Regions from separate parts of the Sus scrofa genome. Here region 2 is linked to region 1. A link is a contact called in public HiChIP or PLAC-seq data. All regions are on one chromosome and are shown on one strand. Each heading gives the region's core, a stretch centred on a gene start, on an enhancer-like site or on the middle of the called end of the contact. The rest is flanking DNA. Distances are from core to core; before and after follow the strand shown. Region 1 overlaps LOC106505661 (a long non-coding RNA gene). Region 2 has its middle 33 kb from the start of BHLHE40.

The links. HiChIP or PLAC-seq counts read pairs in DNA pulled down with a chosen protein or histone mark.
Region 2: an H3K27ac HiChIP or PLAC-seq map of alveolar macrophages shows a contact between it and region 1. The contact joins two enhancer-like sites.

Annotation. Positions count from the first base shown.
Region 1 is chr13:61,398,410-61,404,373 of Sscrofa11.1, forward strand. All of the region lies in intron 7 of LOC106505661 (a long non-coding RNA gene), which reads right to left. It overlaps ITPR1 (inositol 1,4,5-trisphosphate receptor type 1), which reads left to right. Exons shown (of 59, transcript XM_021069282.1): 59 at 1-509. Among named protein-coding and RNA genes, the nearest start is that of BHLHE40, 130 kb to the right of the region's middle. Within about 2 kb of position 3,537, at least 8 of the 83 cell types and tissues checked have an H3K27ac peak or open chromatin away from gene starts, as enhancers often do. A contact at or near this core is called in alveolar macrophages, where this site is marked.
Region 2 is chr13:61,557,837-61,563,800 of Sscrofa11.1, forward strand. No RefSeq gene overlaps it. Among named protein-coding and RNA genes, the nearest start is that of BHLHE40, 33 kb to the left of the region's middle. Within about 2 kb of position 2,260, at least 23 of the 83 cell types and tissues checked have an H3K27ac peak or open chromatin away from gene starts, as enhancers often do. A contact at or near this core is called in alveolar macrophages, where this site is marked.

The DNA of each region.
Region 1 (5,964 bases), core at 2,287-4,786:
TAAAGGGAACTTTTTATGCCATGTTGGGGCTAAATGCATACTGCTAACCAATCAATGTCATCTCCTAGGTGAATTTTGGTGTCACATTATAAAGAAATGAATAATTGATGGTCTCTAGGTTATCTAGTCCAAACAGCAGAGCTGATTTTCTTTTTCTTCATCTGAACCAATATGCTCCAGTAGCTAGGAAGTATATATATAGTCATAGAATGAAGAAATATGAGCTATCCCATTAGAACGCATAGTTTGAACACTGACACGTTATTCTTGTGAAAGAGCCACATTTTGATTTTCTTTGTCACATGATTTTGTTTCTTGATGGATGAAAAGTATGAAAGGAAACTTTTATATCTGTTGCCTAGTTTTGTACATGGGTCTCATTTTACAACAGAATCTCTACAAAAAAAAAAAAAGTTTAAAAGTGTATTGAAAGCAGAGTTCTGAAGTGAGTACTTAAAGTTTGTAAATGCATATATAAAAATATTTAATAAATGATGCAGAATAATATATAGTGAATGAATGGTGGTTTTCATTTCGACATTTCTTGGTGTCATAACAGCTATTCCAATTAAATATTTTCTTTAGGACCAATTTAAAAGTACAACTGGTTTGCTTACCAAATTAATTCAGAAAATGCCTGCCTGACTGATGATAACTCTGAGCACAACTTGAACAAATATAGGGAATATTTGCCGCAGTGGTCATTCCTTCTTCTAAATAAATGACTGCCAACCAGACTTTTAGGAGGGCCCTGAGAAGCTTCCAGCTCCTGTGCTTTCCCTCAGGAGCTTAACTTGAAATCTACAATGCAGAAGAACCACAAACAGGGAAGTTAGTGCTCATTCATGCCCCAGTGGTCAGAGTCCTTCAAGACAGCCGAAAATGTTTTGCAGAGCTAACTGGTCTATCCAAAGGCAGTGAAAGTTGTTCCCTCCTGAGAGCAGTGCTCGTCATGGATGTTTTATTAGCCCTGATTTTTCTCTATGCTTTGGTCAGTAAGAATAATTACAAACTAGCATAGGGAACTGGGTCAGGATTAAATTCCAATTAAATGACTAGTTTCAAAACTAATGCTTCTACTTGATAAATCTGATCACTTAAAATGATGAGTAATTTTCCAGTCAGTACAACATATCTCCCTAGGATTTTTCCATGATAAGGCAAGCCCTCAATAGATACATCTTTGTGTCTATCAACAAGCTGGCACTCCATGCTGAACCCCAGCACGTGGCTCAGCCAGCAAGGACTTGCTCCCCCTTGGGTCTCCCTTTGATCTCCCAGCATGGAGCTGCCCAACATGGCAGGAAGTTGTGTAGTTGGTTTCCCAAGCCGCATCCCACCTCGTTCACTGGAAGGTTCTGCATTGACATGTTCAGGTAGCAGCTTTTATACATTTGTCATATTTCATTTGAGTCCTGTCACTTAAGATATAAATCTTCATTCAATTTGCCAGCTACAGCAGAAAATAAATGAAACTGGAATGCCACTCCACCCTACATGTGGTAGTTCCTACCCCTGGAGTTTGGGTGTGAACACAAAGCTGGTATGAGTGAAACATAAAATTTGAAGTCATAACTCTTATGGCCTCTGATGTATAATTATGATTTCACCTTTCTCCAGACACCGCTTTTTTCAATACCTCTATTTCAAGGATCAAGGTCCGGGTCGCCTTCAAAATAATTTACCCAGGTGAAGCGTTAGTACTACTGGGCTGAGTAACAAATGTGACAGCATAGAGCTAACATGCATCCTTTTGACTCTGATTTTGAAATTAATTTTTAAAGTTTGCTGTAGCACCAATTCAATTCAATTTCAAGATTTTGCTAATTTCCTTAACTAAATCATTTGTTAAATCAAAGGGTCTGGGAAATTCCATTCCACTTGTGTAATGTTTATGATATTTTGCCCTTTTCTACTTATGTCCCTAAAATTATATAGTGACACCTTGTTTCCCACTACAAATAAAGCTTCCACTCTATTTGCTGAGTCCTAAAGCTTTAATTGATATTCCATCCTATACATTTGTTCTTAGAACTGTCTGTCTCATTCTTTTTATTTTGTTCTTTGATTCAACTTGTTTGGTTTGTTTCCAAGTCATTACTGATTGTTCTTTAATTTTACTTGGTTCTGCTTTCTGAAAATGGATGGCTTGATTTTTGCTCCTGTAAAAACTGCTCTTTCACCCTGTTTAAACATTCCCTAAGATAAATTATAAAGATAAGCAAGCATACTTTACTTGCAGGCACTAACGAGCAACTCAGTCTTTGCAGTAGCAAAATAAACGAAGCTTTACTTATATGCTAGTGAGAAATTATCTATAGCAGAAATTGACAGAACATTAAAAATCAACTATAATAAAAATTTTTTAATTATCAAGAGCTTCACAGTAAGCTAAGGAATTAACCCATTAAAAACTTAATTATAGCTTTCTGTATTATCCTACTGCAGCAGGTTGGGATAATGCATTAATGAGAAAAAGCCCGAAAGTTCTGATAGTTTATTTTAAGGCTAATCATGAGACCATTCTTCTAACCTCTGGGCTACATAGATGGAAATTTACTCCTTAGAAACTATTAAACACAAAAGGAGCATAACTACATACTTATAGAAGCAGAGTTGCATTTTGCTAAAATGTTTTCACAGATTTTAAAAAACAAAATGTGCTTGAGAGAAGACAAATTATATGACAGTAAAACTCACCTTTACACAAGACAGGATATAATAACAAAGGATGCCTACCTACTGAAGGCTCTTGAGGCAATATATTCTATCCACCAAACCACAGAGCAGGAGTGAAACTTTAATTTCAAAGTCAAGAAACTGAGCCTTAGACTGGTGAAGCAACTTGCCCAAGGACTACCTCCAGAATAAACAAAGGACTCCTAACTCAGCCAAACAGGATAGAGCTCTTTCCACCTGCTATCTCCCTTCCAGAAAAGGGCTGTAGTAGCTTATCAGGAATCAGTTTCCCATAACAGTTCTCCCTTGACAGACTTAAGCAGAATTATATTTTGTCCTATAATACAAAAGTATTTGCTTTTCTTTTTATGGCCACATCTGCAGCATATGGAAATTCCCAGGCTAGGGGCTGAATCAGAGCTGCAGCTGCAGGCCCATGCCACAGCCACAGAACTGTGGGATCCAAGCCACATCTTCGACCTACACCACAGCCCACGGCAACGCTGGATTCTTAACCCACTGAGCAAGGCCAAGGACCAAACCCGCATCCTCACAGACACTATGCTGGCTTCTTAACCCGCTAAGCAACAACAGGAACTCCTGGATTTGCTTTTATTTTCAGATCTCTTTCATAAGAGGATCTACTAGTTAGAAAGTACTGAATATGATTACTTTGTCAAGACTGAAAACTTTGTGGCAAAGATAAGAAGCTCCTAAAATCTCATCTTTTGCAACTCCAAATCTCACATGAATACTGCATTTTCAAAAGGAGAATCTGTTCTCTCAACCAGGGTGGCTTTCTCCATGTGAAAACAGTAGGTACCGACTGGCATCCTATGTTGCCACACAAGTCAACGCTGCTCTGCTCTTCCTCGTTACAGTGATCATTTGTTAACAAGCAACTAGAATGTTGGAAAACCCCCATAAAGATTTCAATTTTACAGAAAGTACCCAAAATTCCACCAGTTTTGCATCACAAAGCAGTGGTTAAAGTAAAGTTTTGAGTAAAATGCCATGTGTGTGGTTTTTGTGGGTGGCTGCAGCTCAGAACACCTCAGGCCTCATCAGTTATCTGCAGGGGAGAGCTTTATGGCAATTAAAGACTAACACGATTCTGATCATCATAATAAATGCTTTGCCATCTTTGGTATCACATACCACCTTTAGCAACTCTTATAACCTAAAGGATGGCTGAGAAACATAACTAGCCTTTGAGTCTAGACCCCCAAAACTACTAAGTTGCCAAAAAAGGCTAGTAGGTTTTTACATTTGGTCAATTCCAGCAATGCTCTTAGACTGTGGACTCTCCAATGGCTGGTGATTTAAACTCATTTGGTAAACAAATCGCTAGCTCACTAGGGTACTACATTTAAAAAAAGGAAAAAAAAAAAAAAAAAAAAAAGACAGTCTGAGGAGAAACTTAAAATACTTTAAGGTCATGACAAACCAGTGTGAAAGAGAATCCTAACACCTAGAAGCGAAACTGCATCATCCACCCAGCCTGGAAAGAAAAAAGAAAGCTTAAAAACCACTACAGAATAAGAATGCTGAGTTTGAGAAAACCCCTAAGGTGAATTCTGAACAACAACAAAAAAAGAGTCACACAACATAAGAAGTGCCTACTGTACGCAAGAACCACTAATGGAAAGAGTTTGCCAGCATTTCTGTAATGACCTCACAAAAGTTGGCTGGTCCTGCGTAAAGAATGAAACTTGAGACAATACAGGAATTTAACCTGTCCACTCCAGAACTTAATTAAGTCGATTATCTAGTCCTTTTTTTACATACTTGTCACCTATAGCATCTCACCTATAGCTTGTCAAAAGCTTTCTGCAATCATTCTTTGGAAGAAAAATAATGAAGATTCGGTATGAGACAGGGACAAGGAGACCAGAACCACACAAGGCTTGGGTGCTAATTATTAGCTTACTTTGAGCCCACATGACAGCACAGTGGGAGAAAAAGAACTGGACCTTGAGGCTCGTGAGAATCAACATACCAGCACTAGCACTTCAAAATTAGGACTTTTAAGCAAGTTCTGTAATCGTTGTGATTTTTCACACACACACAACCCCCATCTAAAGAGTGGAGACACTACCATTTCTCTGGGGACCAATGAGCTTTAAGAAAGATGATACATGGGAGTTCCCATCATGGCTCAGTGGTTAACAAATCCGACTAGGAACCATGAGGTTGTGGGTTGGAGCCCTGGCCTCGCTCAGTGGGTTAAGGATCTGGTGTTGCCATGAGCTGTGGTGGAGGTCGCAGACATGGCTCAGATCCTGAGTTGCTGTGGCTGTGGCGTAGGCCAGCAGCTACAGCTCCGGTTTGACCCCTAGCCTAGGAACCTCCATATGCCACAGCTGAGGCCCTAAAAAGACCAAAAAACCAAAAAATAGAAAGAAAGATGATATATGTCAAGTGTCTAGTATATACCCAATGCATGTTATTTCCCATTCCTTTGCAACATCATGTGCTTTTTCTCATACCTTTCAACAACCTCAGCTAAATCTGCACAACCAAAGCTACTTCTATTCTTAATAAATGGGCCTGAAGTTATTACAGTAAGATCCTAAATCCGCATATCTTAACATGACATGTTTGGGTTATATATACAGTCATTTTTAAAAACTGTATCTTTAACATTCAAATTATATTTTTACTATCAGTATGAACTAAATTCATAAAGAAAACTATTACAGAGCTTGTGACTCCTAGATAATTATTCTCATATTTGCGATGTGTTGAATTTAAGTCTGATTTCCTTTTTTAAAAATCCTCATGGAAAGACATTGTATCTTAGGGGTGATGATATACTTCCTTAGTTTATGAAGTGCTTTGACCTAGATTCTCATTTAAACCTCCCAACCCTGTTAGGCAGATATTATCCCTGACATGTGCATGGTCCTAAATTGTACCGTCTTTAACATTCAAATGCAAATTTTAGATCATATCTCACATATCTGTAAAGCCAGAACTCTCCTTAATAATTTCAAGGATCCTAAGGTGAGTGCTTACAACTTCCTAATGATTCTTTATCACTTTCCGATCCTAATCCTGAGTGCAACCTAATTCTCATCATCTCCCTGCTCTCTTTTCCACTCCACCCAGTGTAGATACAGCCTTCTCTACTCTCTGTCTCCAAAACACATTAACACCTGAGTGTTGGGAAGAGCAGATCTTTTTTGTTTGTTTTGTCTTTTTAGGGCCATGCCTGCAGCAAGAGCAGATCTTTAATAGAGGAAGATTAAAACAAATAAATAATTGCCAGATAAATACTAGAAA
Region 2 (5,964 bases), core at 1,010-3,509, 160 kb after region 1:
CTGCTTAAGACCTATGATGTGCTTGGCACTGGCACTCTGCAGAAGGCATAGCATCAGAGCAGAATTGCTCAGGAAGGGAGGTGGCCTGTGTGGGTGGGAACACTTCTGCTTGCCCGTGGGGGTTTGGAATCTCAGATCCCTGGGCTCATCCCTGTCATGTGATCAGGTGACTTTCTCCTGAGAATTGTACAACCTTGGCTCTGGAAGGAAGGGAAGGGGAAGGGTGAAAAAGAAGATGTGGTCTAACCGCCTCAACTTGATGAATGGGAACACGGAGGTTTGGTTGGTGAAACCACTCAGACCCAAGAGCTAGGAGCAGCAAAGCTAGGACCAGAGGCCAGATTTCAACTTGGTTTTCTCATTGGTAAAATGGGTAGGCTGAAAGCATGGGGAATGCCCACTCTCATTAGAGGCTGAAGGTACAGCAGGTACTGGTCAAAAAGTCAAAAGGCCACTGAGCTGTTTATTCTGTTGGGATGAGGACAGTTTCTAAGAATCAGGGCCATGGGTTTTCTCCCAGGAGAGTTTTGAAAGCAGAGTTTGCAGGGACCTCTGTCCTTAGAGACAGGAGGTCACAGCTGAGGTATTGGGCCAGATGCAAACACTTCCCTCTCTGTTCTTGTTAATGCTGATAAAAAGAGTTTCCTTCCGCATTCTCAGGACCAGCTCCTCACCCCTCGGCCGCTAGCCGATTCAGTCACCCGTCCCCCACTGCTTGTCACACTATCCTCCCACCACCTCCACTCTCTCACCGACCTGGACTTGACCTTGCCCTAGACTGTCCTTTGACAGGATTTAGGGCCACTTGCCTCTCCTCACCTCCGCCAGTTCCTTCTCCTCTTTCTTACCCTGGTGGGTTCGTGTTTCACTTCTCCCCCACCCCAGGGGACAGAGCGTGGAGGCAGAGAGGGCAAGCACCTTATTTCTGGCAGCTGTGGGGGGCCTCAGTGGCAGGAGTTGTCTAGTTATGGGTCTGCTGTCAGGCACGCCTCTCCACCTGGCCGGCTTGGGGTTTCCTCTTTTGCACCCTGGGGAGAGTCTCATCTGTTTCATGGGGCTGCGGGTGGAAACTGATGATCATGGTTAACACGCACTGAGCCTCTCCTTAACTTCTTGTCAGGGTCAGCCTGGGATGGATCTCATGGAAACCTAATGAGAACTTTTGTTTTACACCCAGAAAAACAAGCTCAGAGAGATGAAGCTGTTTGCCCAGGATCACACAGGAATCGAGGGGTGGAGGCAGGATTAGAACCCAGGTCCTGGGCCTTCAGAACATGAGCTCTTAACCACATCACCACACCATCTTCCTGAAAAGTAACATCTGTACGATGCACATGGAACTACCAGCCACAGAAGCTACAGAATTTCCAAACATGAACACTTTCCCTCCATTCGCACCCCCTCTCAGATTTGAATGACAGCTGCAGACTCGATGCTCCCACCCCCCCAACCCCTCGCCACTATCTTATTTCACAGTGGGGGCTGGGGTGGGATGACGCCCCTAGTCTGTTCTCTTATACTTTTACTGGTACTATTCCCTTGCACTGACGATAGAAATGGCAGCTCAGAGAGGTTAAGGATCTGGGCAGGGTCACACAACTAGTCAGGAGCTGCAAGGAGATTTGCAAGGTTTTTTTTTTTTGGTTGCTTTCTTGGCCACACCCATGACATGTGCATATGGAGGTTCCCAGACCAGGGATCAAACCTGTGCCACAGCAGCAACCAGAGCCACTGCAATGACAATGACAATGCCAGATGCTTACCCACTGCACCACTAGGGAACTCCAAAGCAGGCAGATTTGAGTGCATGCTAATTCATTCAGTTATCGAGCACCTACTGTATACCAGCCTTCATGTCATGTGCTAGGTATGCTGTGGGGTCCACAACAGGACTCCTGGCCTCTCAGGGCTTGCAAGTGAAAGGAGGTGGCTGATAAACTGCTTAGTGACAGACCTTACAGCTCCTTACAGCTAGGCTGATCCTGCTCTACAGGGTTGTCTTCCTTGCACTGTTGACATTGAAACAAACACTTGCAGCTGGCTCACCATTAATGGCCCGGTCCAATGGAGCCAGAGGAGCAAAAGGGCTGGGAACTAGATCCTGTGGCCACAAGTCATATGGAGGGAATGTGAATGGCCTGCCTGGCCCCTGCTGCCTTGTCGTTCCTGATAACACCCAGCAGCTGCTGCCAGCCCTGTGGGCGAGAGGCCCCCCGGGGCTGGCAGGGCCTGGGTGGGGCCGTGACTCACCACCACCAGCCGAGCTCTGTCTGAACACTTCCCCTCCAGTGGCCAAAACACCCACTTGGAAACCAAGGTGAAAAGAGGGTGGGGCCCAGGCTGGGATTTGAGCTTGAACATCTGCACTCTGTGGTCCTGCTCTCTAGGGGTCTTCTCCTCCTCCATTCCTCAAGAAGTGTGTGCTCTTCCCAAGAATAGCCTATCAGGAGGTTGCCTGAGCCTGAAGGTGTTGAAGTCTCACTGTGAATTTTTAAAACTCTGTGTCACCCCTTCCCTTCTTTGCACTCCTCTCTCAGCTACTCCTCCCTGGGCCACCAAGGGCTCCTGTTTAGTTTCCCTTCTCCTCTCTCTCCCCTTTTCTGTGCTTTCCTCATAATTCTCCACTCACTTTACTGGGAAGAATCACTTTCTCACAGCCTCTTGCTTTTCTGCACTTTTAGTCATTAAGAAAGAGTTGCCTTTTCCCTTGGGGTCAAAAGAATATTCCTAGACTATCCTCTCCCTTCCAGACATTTGTTTCAAGTGCTGGGATCATGCACGTTGGTGGGATTACTTTAGTGATAGATGTAGTCTAGTTACCCTCCTCTTGCCAGACAGCAAGATGCACCATTCGTCCTACCTACCTGTCCATCTCCTGTAAAGAAAAGCCAGGTGAAGACCAGCCTCCCTTTGCAGGTATGTCCACTGAGAGCCAAGACTGCCAGCCAGTTTTTTGCACCAGCACAGAGGCAAAGGCTGGAGTGTGGAGCCACCAGCCCAACCACTGAACACAGTGGGGGCCTGTGTGCCTCTGTCCACAGTGAGAGAGAGTCTAGGAAGACTGAGAGAAAGAAACAGAGACAGCTCAAGAGCAAGCCACGTAGGTACACGGAGACAAAGATGGGAGAGACAAAGAGTGAGCATAGGCTTGTGTAATAGAGAGAGAAGGAAATATGAGTCAGAAAGAAGGACAGGAGAAAAGGAGAGAGAGAGAGACTCGGGAGAGAAAGGAAAAGAAAAAAAAAAAAGAAAATTAGGAGTTTCTGTTGTGGCTCAAGGGGTTAAGAGCCTGACTAATATCCATAAGGATGTGGGTTCAATCCTTGGCTTTGCTCAGTGGATTAAGGATCCGGCACTGCCGTGAGCTGTGGTGTAGGTTGCAGGTGAGGCTCGGATCAGACATTGCTGTGGCTGTGTCATAGGCCAGCAGCTGCAGCTCCAATTTGCCCCTAGCCTGGGAACTTCCATACGCCACACCTGCAGCCCTAAAAAGCAAAAACAAACAAACAAAACCAAAAGAAAGAAAATTAAAAGAGCCACAGATATTTAGAGCCAGGAATAATCCTGAGAAATGATTTTTTTTTTTTTCTTTTAGGGCCACACCTATGGCATATGGGAGTTCCCCAACGAGGGCCATAGCAATGCTGTTATAGAGCTGGATCCTTACCCACTGAGCAAGGCCAGGGATCAAACCCACATCCTCAGAGACTCTATGTCAGGTTCTTAACATGATGAGCCACAGCAGGGACTCCAGAAGTGATTATTGATTTAGCCAACACAAATGCTTCTAGACTCACACTACCTGGGTTCCCCCTCCTACCTGCATGGTCGAGACACATTACTAACATCTCCTGCCCCAGTGTCCTCACCTACAAAATGAAGGGAACTGACCTCACAGGGTTCTCAGGGGTGCTGTATGAGCTAACATGTTAAATAACCACTCTAGAAATGTTCCTTTTTTTTTTTTTTTTTTTGTCTTTTTGTCTTTTAGGGCTGCTCCAGTGGCATATAGAGGTTCCCAGGCTAGGGGTCGAATTGGAGCTGTAGTCTCCAGCCTATGCCACAGCCACAGCCACTCGGGATCTGAATTGTGTATGAGATCTATACCACAGCTCACAGCAATGCCAGATCCTTAACCCGCTGAGCGAGGCCAGGGATTGAACCTGCATCCTCATTTATGCTAGTTGGGTTCGTTAACTACTGAGCCACGACAGGAACTCCAGAAATGTTCCTTGTTATCACTTATGGGCGTTTATGTGGCAGGAAATGTGGGAAGTGCAAAGACGTCCAGGACCTCTGCTCTAATGTTGGGGAGGGGTGTACGCTCATTTCCCCTGGGCTGTCTGGTTCCTTTGTGGTTAAAAACAGCACCCCCTTTCAGTCCCCAAAGTGTCCTCGTTTAGATGACAGGCTTGCAAAACCACCTTATTCAGGGGGCAGAGAGTGTGAGCTCACTGGGATAGGTTGAGCACTCAGATCAATCAGCTGCCTGCCTGCCTGGAAGTGACACTCCCGCAGGTAGTGCAGTGGCTGTGTTGGCTGGAAATCCAGGTTTTTATGTGAAATCATATTTTTTTCATCTTTTTGCCATTTCTTGGGCCGCTCCCGTGGCATATGGAGGTTCCCAGGCTAGGGGTCGAATCAGAGCTGTAGCCACCGGCCTACTCCACAGCCACAGTCACAGCCACAGCCACGCGGGATCCAAGCCGCGTCTGCAACCTATACCACAGCTCACGGCAATGCCGGATCCTTAATCCACTGACCAAGGCCAGGGATCAAACCCGAAACCTCATTGTTCCTAGTCGGATTCGTTAACAACTGAGCCACGACGGGAACTCCAAAATCATCTTATTTTTTAAAGAGACTTTAAAAAACTTCTTTCATACTTAATTTTTTAGAGAACCATCCTATTTCCAAAGGTCAGCATCCTATAAAAATATTTCCAAATTGCCCTCTGTCCAGCTAGAGCACTCCTGTGTTTTGGGCCCACAGATGATCTGTTCCCAACCTCTCAACCAGAGGAAGTAACGTTCTATTGAGGGGAGCAAGCCAAGTAAACAGGAGTCACTATATAGGCAATAGGGTGGTGACAGAGGTGAGTTCAGGGTGAGTCAGAGGCTGAGAACGGGCGGCTACCTCAGCTGATAGGTGGGAAGCCAGGAAGGCTTCCTGAAGAAGGTGACAACAGAGCTGATCCTGGAGGCCTGAATGAGAACAGGTTCCAGACATAAAAATGATGGCAGCAACTTTTTTTTCCTTGTTTCTTTCTAGGTTTGGGACACTGCTATTAACAACCTGACAAACAGTGGGCACATGTGATGCCCTTATCTCTCTCTTTTTTTTTTTTTTTTTGTCTTTTGTCTTTTTAGGGCTGCACCCACGGTGTATGGAGGTTCCCAGGCTAGGGGTCTAATCAGAGCTGTAGCTGCCAGCCTACGCCAGGGCCACTGCAACACCAGATCCAAACCGCATCTGCAACCTACACCACAGCTCACAGCAACACCGGATCCTTAACCCACTGAACAAGGCCAGAGATCAAACTTGCAACCTCATCCTAATTAGATTCATTTCCACTGCACCAGGATGGGAACTCCTGTGTGTGTGTGTGTGTGTGTGTGTGTGTGTGTGTGTGTGTGTTTGCGTGCGCATGCGCGCGCGCACGCTTTTTAGGGCTGCACCTGTGGCTTATGGAAGTTCTCAGGCTAGGGGTTTAATCAGAGCTGTAGCTGCTGGCCTATACCACAGCCACAGCCAGGCCAGATCTGAGCCACATCTACGACCTACACCATAGCTCACGGCAATACCGGATCCTTAACACATTGAGCAAGGCCAGGGATCAAACCTGCAACCTCATGGTTCCTAGTTGGATTTGTTTCTGCTGCACCACAGTGGGAACTCCAATGCCTTTATCTTATTTAATGAGCACAAGAACCCTATGAATCAGGTACCACTGTTATCCTCATT